Linked DNA regions of Sus scrofa: region 2 is linked to region 1. A link is a contact called in public Hi-C data. All regions are on one chromosome and are shown on one strand. The core of a region is the stretch at or near the end of the contact, and the rest is flanking DNA. Distances in the headings are between cores, read along the strand shown. Region 1 overlaps USP9X (probable ubiquitin carboxyl-terminal hydrolase FAF-X). Region 2 holds the start of DDX3X (DEAD-box helicase 3, X-linked).

Evidence for each region. Hi-C and Micro-C count contacts between places; a contact is called where the count stands out from the background.
Region 2: a Hi-C map of alveolar macrophages shows a contact between it and region 1, with 3 times the contacts expected there. The contact joins the promoter of DDX3X here to the enhancer-like site in region 1. A contact is called at or near these places in 1 of 5 promoter capture datasets (liver), 5 of 47 Hi-C or Micro-C datasets (alveolar macrophages, fetal heart ventricle, heart right ventricle and 2 more) and 1 of 2 datasets of contacts at active chromatin or transcription factors (alveolar macrophages).

What each region holds. Positions count from the first base shown.
Region 1 is chrX:36,754,812-36,758,445 of Sscrofa11.1, reverse strand. All of the region lies in intron 1 of USP9X (probable ubiquitin carboxyl-terminal hydrolase FAF-X), which reads right to left. Among named protein-coding and RNA genes, the nearest start is that of USP9X, 21 kb to the right of the region's middle. Within about 2 kb of position 1,970, at least 9 of the 83 cell types and tissues checked have an H3K27ac peak or open chromatin away from gene starts, as enhancers often do. A contact at or near this core is called in alveolar macrophages, where this site is marked.
Region 2 is chrX:36,988,346-36,991,979 of Sscrofa11.1, reverse strand. It overlaps DDX3X (DEAD-box helicase 3, X-linked), which reads right to left and starts at 1,899. Exons shown (of 17, transcript NM_001246203.1): 1 at 1,855-1,899. The coding sequence starts at 1,899.

The DNA.
Region 1 (3,634 bases), core at 721-3,220:
ACCCAATCCCTACCAAAATCCCAGCTGGCTTTTTGGCAATAAGTACATGGAAAGGATGCTCAACATCACTAGTCATTAGGGAAATGCAAATAAAAATCATGATGAGATGCCACTTCATACCCATTAGGATGGCTATTATCAAAAAATGGAAAATAACAAGTGTTGGCAAGGATGTGGAGAAACTGAAACTCTTGTACATTGCTGGTGGGAATGTAAAATGAGACAGCCACTGTGGAAAACAGTTTGGCAGTTCCTCAAAAAGCTAAACTTAAAATCATCATATGATCTAGCAATTCCACTCCAGAGTATATACCCACGATAATCGAAAGCAGGGACTCAGATATTTGTTCACCCATATTCGTAGCGGCATTATTCGCAATAGTCAAAATACGGAAACAATCCAGATGTTCATCAACGGATCAGTGGAAAAACAAAATGTGGTGAAAACACACGATGGAATATTATGCAGACTTTAAAAGGAATGAAATTCCAATACCTGCTATAACATGAATGGACTTTGAAAATATGGTTAAGTGAAACAAGTGTAACAGGTTAACTGTAAAAGGTCACATATTGTATGATTCTACTTAAGGAGGTCCCTACAATAGACACATTCATAGAGACAACAAGTAGAATAGAGGTTTCCGGGACTGGGGGGAGGAGAAAATGAGTAGTTGTTTTAACAGGTACAGTGTTTGCGGGGTTCGTGTCGTGGCTCAGTGGTTAACAAACCTGACTAGGATCCTTGAGGACTCAGGTTCGATCCCTGGCCTTGCTCAGTGGGTTAAGGAGCCGGTGTTGCCATGTGCTGTGGTGTAGGTTGCAGACATGGCTGAGATCTAGCGTTGCTGTGGCTGTGGTGTAGGCCGGCAGCTGTAGTTCTGATTCAGCCCTTAGCCTGGGAACCTCCATATGCCATGGGTGTGGCCCTAAAAAGACAAAAGACAAAAAAAAAAAAAAAAAACAGGTATACTGTTTGGGATGACAAAGTTCTGGAAATGGAAAATGGTGATGGTTGCACAACACGATAAATGTCCTTTAAGCAAATGAATGGTACACTTAAAAGTGGTCAAAATGGTAAATTGTATGTTGTATATATTTTACCACAATTTTGTTACAGTGGAAGGAAAAATCAATTTCATATATTTCATGTATTTCCAGCAACAGTTCTAGGGGGACTTAGTCCATCAAGTCAAGTTCACCAGCAACTACCCAGTGTGCCCCATGGCTCCCAGGGTGGGTGTGACCTACAGGACTGCCCACTTTTGACACCTTCCACTCAGTTAATAAGATAGGAATTGAACAGTTCTGAGTTTAAAAAATGGGTTCAATGTCACAGTGCAGCTCTTTAAATAAAGTCCATAGAGTCCAGGCCTTCCTTCTTATTTCCTTTGTTTTGGTTTCACTTTTCTTTTTTTCTTTCTTTCTGAGTTCTATTTTTTTTTTTTTTCTTTTTCAGGGCCACACCCACGGCATATGGAGGTTCCCAGGCTAAGGGTCAAATCAGAACTACAGCTGTCAGCCTACACCATAGCCACAGCAACAGCAGATCTGAGCCCTGTCTGCAACCTACACCACAGCTCATGGCAAGGCCAGATCAAACCCTCAACCTCGTGGTTCCTAGTCGGATTCGTTAACCACTGAGCCACAGAAGGAACTCCTCTTTCTTTTTTTTCTTTCTTTCTTTCTTTTTTTTTTTTTTTTCATTTGGCTTTTTAGGGCTGCACTTGCAGCATATGGAGGTTCCCAGGCTAGGGCTCAAATCAGAGCTGCAGATGCCAGCCTACACCACAGCCACAGCAACACCACATCTGAGCCTCATCTGTGACCTACATCACAGCTCACGGAAATGCCAAATCCTTAACCCATTGAGCGAGGCCAGGGATCAAACCCTCATTCTCACATACTAGTCAGTTTCGTTACCACTGAGCCAGGACAGGAACTCCAGTTTCACTTTTCTAACACTTGTCCTTTAGCTTTAAAGCTAATTTTTTTTTTACTTCCTGGTCCCGCCTTGGTAGGGCAATGACTTATTATATTACATTTCCTCATAACATTTCCCAATGCACTCTTATTTCTCCTCCCTCCCCAGAAAAGCCTGGTAAGTATGCTCACTGTTGCCTAGGACACTTATCATAAGAATATACAGAATTTCCTCGGTAAGTTGTTATTGTTTTATACTTTCAAGGCTACACATTTCAAAGTTGTATAGACAAAGGGTTAAATACTTCATGCCTGTGGAAATGTCTTCTGGGTTAATGGTCAAGCTAATATAAAAGAGGAGGGAGCTTTGATAATACGTCCCCCAGAGGAGGCTTTGTGATTTGAATGGAATGAGGAAAGTCCACAATGACTTAGTATTTTTAACAAAAATGAGAGAACTAAGAATCTAGGGAGATGGCCCCATTTCATCTTCCTTTATGACAATGGGCAGAGGATGTAGCTAGGGAGAACAAGGTACCATATAAAAGATCACAGCTGATAGTATGCTATTGCTCAAGGATATTCACCTGAATTTTAGACACCAGTGCCTAGAACAGACATACTTAAAAATAGTCTGTCCATCCAGCTCTGGAAGAACCTCTCTGAAACGGACCTATTCCCAGCCAAGGATTGGACACAGGGTCCAGGGCATTATTTCACTTATTTTACTCTAGAGTTTGGGGATCTCTTTGGGTTTTATTTATAATTCGAAGGGTTCTACTTTAGCGAGTTTATGTAAACCACCACAGAGCAGAAGAATGTGATCCTTTTAATTTGCTTTTACTAGCACGGTCTTGCTTATTTCATCTAAGCCAAAGAAGTCCCTATATCCCCAGCTGGAGAGTAACAACACCTTCTCCGGAGAAGCCTGAATCTTCCCATCACCTGTTTGTGGCACAGGTGAATTGCTTCGACACAACTTAGGGCTGCTAATTATGCCTCACTCCTGACCTATAAGCTATAAGCATGGCTAGCTCTAATAAACCCAGAGCTTTCTAACAGGGGTACAGCTCAGCTCTGAAATCGGATCTGTCCAGAAGATACCAAATTGTCCAGGTCTTACTTAGCTAAAATATATGCCTCATGATTTAAATGTGGACCTGCAAAGTCAACCTGATTTTCTCAACCACTTTCACAATCAAAAAACTGCACTGCCCTCACCCAGCCCAACCATTTGGTAATTCAAGTCAGACATCAAGATAAATGCTCACTATGCTCTGCCTACACGATTGCAGTCTGGTCTTGCTTTCTGCCTTCAGCACACCTCCCAAATCTCTCAGACAGCCTGGAAGTTTTGTAAAAAGGCACTTTGTCAGCCGACTCTTGCTTTTGCTTCAGTTTCTTCAAAGTCTACTCTAATTTGGACATATTATTGCTTATCCCAGAAAAAAGTAAACACTGTTAAGCTCTAAGGTTCGGAGCATCCATTTTAGCCTGTATGTGGGGTGGGGAGAGTCCTCCCCCCCCACCCCCGCCAGCTGGGTATTCTACCATTCAACTCAGTTCTGACACTATCCACTCACTAGACTGCCCTCCACCTCAGATGCCAATTGCAAGTCTGGGTTTCTTGCTTCTGGGTGTCTGTGCTTCTTCTGACTGGCCAGCTACAGATTGGAGGTTCCAACGACCCCCTCCTTGGGTTAGAGGTTAA
Region 2 (3,634 bases), core at 650-3,149, 230 kb before region 1:
TCGCCAAATCTCCATTAGCAAAAATCGCTGCCCTTCTCTCTGCACTTTTTATCTCAACAACTCTGCACTTGTTAATCTCAACAAGATACTTTAAGGCACAATAGTAACAAAAACATTTTGCACTTGTTGCAGTACGTTTTGTTATTAATTTTACACTTGGTAAAAAGCATTTTAAATGCTACTGTAAATTGTTAAAGTTACATAACTGCAATTTTCTCAGTTGTGAATTTGCTTGTTGCTTAATCCTAACGACTGTGCATATTGTTTTCCAATTACATCGGCTGCAAACTTAATTCCTGCCTAATCTTAAACAAGGTACCATCTATACATGGAAAATGTTAACCTTACACATCCCAATGTCTTGACACCAGATTTCTTTGTGCTCCATTTAACATGGGACGTTAGAAATCTGAAGGATTTAATATAATTGATCCATTAACGGGAAAAAAACGCTCAAAAAAAAAAAAAAAGATCGTTACATCGCTAAAAACATATGATACAACAATTCATTTGTGTCACTCAGGTTCAGAATTCTGGAGTTCGTGATAGGCAGTTTACTTGAAAGCAACAAGCATCCCACTTAAAAGAGCTTCTCTGAAGAGAGAAGCTACCTACTGTTGCGGAGGGATGCAGATACCCAGCCACCGCAGCCCAGAACCCCTCTGCTCTCAGATCCCGCGTACTCCTCTAAACCCTTCGAAGAGGGGGTTTCAGTTAAGACGAAAGACCCGGAGCCTCTGACCTATTTCGAAATTCCACTCCACGGGCAGCAAACAAAACTGTTCATCATTTCTCCGTAAGCCACAATTCCAGGGGTTCCTCCTCTGGCCGACTCCCGGATCAAACGTCACTGACCCGAGGACACTCATACAACCCGTGGTACTCCCCCTCCCCCCGCCAAAACAGCGCGCCGCCCTGGCTAAATCGCCACCGTGACTATCAGGAGCCAGGGAGGAGGGACGGGCGGCGCCGGAGCCCGAACCTCCCTGACGTCTTCCCACCGCGTTCAACCGCGATCTCCGGAGCCCGGCGCCACCGCGCACGCAGCGGCCCGTTCCTCCCTCCCCTCCCCCTCCCCGAATCTTCTGCGTCACAAAACTTTCCACTCCGGAAACGCGGCCGCGCGAGCCACGGCGCCGGGCCTGCGACAACCGGGCTGGAGCGAAAAAGGCCGGCGGAAGGAAGCCGGAGAGGAACAAGATGCCCGTTCCATCTTCGCTTCCGGGCCCGCGGCGGGCCGGGCCGCTCCGGCTCGGGGGCCGCAGCGCCGCCCAGCCACCCGACACCACACAAAGGAGGCCGCCGCCATTACCCCGAGCGGAGGCCACCCCCCTCCCGCCCCCGCGCCGCCCCCTCCCACATTCCAGGGCCGCGTTCCTCCTCCCGCTCGCACGCGCGCACCCACTCACACAGGCGCCAACGCCGCCCGCGTCTCTGACGAGCCGCGCACGGCTGAGCCCTCCGGGCCTTAAAAAGGTCCCCTATTCGCGAACCTCTGCGCAGCCTCTCCCCACACCGGCGGGTCACTAGGCAGTCGAGGTGCGCGCGCCTCCGCGAGAGCGCGCGCCCCTCCCCCCCCCGCCCGCCAGCGCACGCATACACAAAAGCCGCCATTGTGCTCGGCCCGGGGACAATACCGCGGGCCAAGCCGGGGTCCCGGCCCCAGCGACAGCCATAACCTACACTCCTGTCCCCTTCCCGCTCCCCCACAGCCCCGGGACATTCACACTCGCCAGCCCGGGGGACCCCGAAAATGGGAACTGAGGGTGCCGACTAGCGCTGCGCCACAAGCCAGGTTTAGGTCAGGGGAAGGACTCAAGCGGCAACGACCCCGGTCGGCTCCTTGCTGCTCACCTGCTGGTCCAGCCCGAGCGCATTTTCCACCGCCACATGACTCATCCCTGAAGAGTACCGAGAACTCGGAGTCTTCCGCTGCTGAGCTAGTGTGTTTGGTTAACCGCGAAGGCCCTCTCACGGGAGAACTGCGGCTCTGAGGCGCACGGCGCGGCCACGGATCTAATATACCCGCCCGAACGACTGCTACGTCAGCACGTAAGACGTGTGCCCTCCCTCTCACACCCGCACTCCTCCCGCCGCTACGATTTCTGCCTAGCTACTGCGCGCTCACTTAGCCCTAACCTCGCGGGATTTCCCAAGTCAGTCGTGTCCCCAGCTCGTCGTCCTACCTTGGCACTCAGAGCGCCAAGTACTGTCCTAGTTCGCTGAAGTTCCACTTACCCTGTCCTCCGCTCTTACCCTAGCCTAAGTCTAGGTCTCGAGGTCTCGCGAGAACTCGTCACCTCCAGTGTTTCGCCCGCTAGCAGACCTTAAAATCCAACCCCGGCCTTTTCCTCTTTCTTTCCCCAAGGTCTCTAGTTTTCCCTGTTCCTTTCTTTCAAGGGCGCGCTCTATCTCTCTCTCTCTCTCTTCTTTCCCTCCCAGTCCCCCGGACTTGGAGCTTTTGTGAGACTTCTCCAAACTGATCAGCTCTCGCTTTCTCGCGGGCAGCCGCTCCGAAATCGGAGTTAGGCAAAGAGAGGCCCAAAGCCCCTGGGACGACGGGTCATGTGATCGCAGGTGTCGAACGCGGAGGCCATTTTGGGGAGCAGGAAACCGTCGTTTTAAATAGAGTGCGCGGAATCAGGGGAGAAGAGGGGAGAGAGGGAGGAGGAGGGGAAAAGAGGAGGAAAGAGGGAGAAGAGAAGGAAAGGGAAAAGGAGGAGGGAAGAGGGCGGGATGGCGACCTCGCCGGGGGAGGAAGTGGAGGGGCTGGCGGCGCGCGCTGGTGGTGGCACACTTTTACCGCGCGGTTGCCTAGGCAGCGGGGCCGCCGCCTAGGAACGCCACAGCCCCTCCTGTTCTACCAACACCGCCGACCCCCACCCCACGCGAGCGCGCTCCTGCGCGCGTCCCCGCCCCCCGCCGTGAGGGAACAATGAGACAATCACTCGCTGAACTTAGGCGGGTGGTAGCGCACCCTCCAGGGACCCCGGCCCTCCGCCCACCCAGGCCCGGAGTTTCCTCCTTCAGGGCATCCAACGGCTCTGGGCGGGTGGTCACTGGCGCGGTGCTGCCTCCCTCAAACCCAGAGGACCCTGGGGATGGAGAAAGGATCTCCTAGGGAGTCGGGAGTGTTTGTGGCTGGGCGCAATCTGGGCCTGCCGAAGAAGTCTTCAGCATTACCTGTCGGGAGTCGGGGTTACCCTCGGGCGACTGCAGTGAATGGGGAATGGAAGAAGCGGGTTTCTGCCATCAGAGGAACCCCTTCTTGTGGCCCCCTCCTAAGCAGACAACCCCTAGTCCCAGCCTCAGTGCCGCAAAACCTTAAATGCATGTTTACTAATGGACCCCTGCCTTTCAGCAAGCAGCCGCTCGTACGCGGTTCTCATGAACGTTTTTCCCCCTCTCCTCTGACCCTCAGCCTGACAGAATTAAATAATATACGGGGTTTTCCACCATCCCCCAAAGGATCTTCTCCTGCCAGAATTCAAATAGCTCGTCCTCATCACGTAATTTACCACTTCTTTCCCTTTCCAATTTTTGTAATCGAAACTGAAATTCTAAAGAGATACGGAGATAATATGACACTTGTGTCCTGGGCTAGCCGCTTAACTGCCTTGGGTCTCAATTTTTT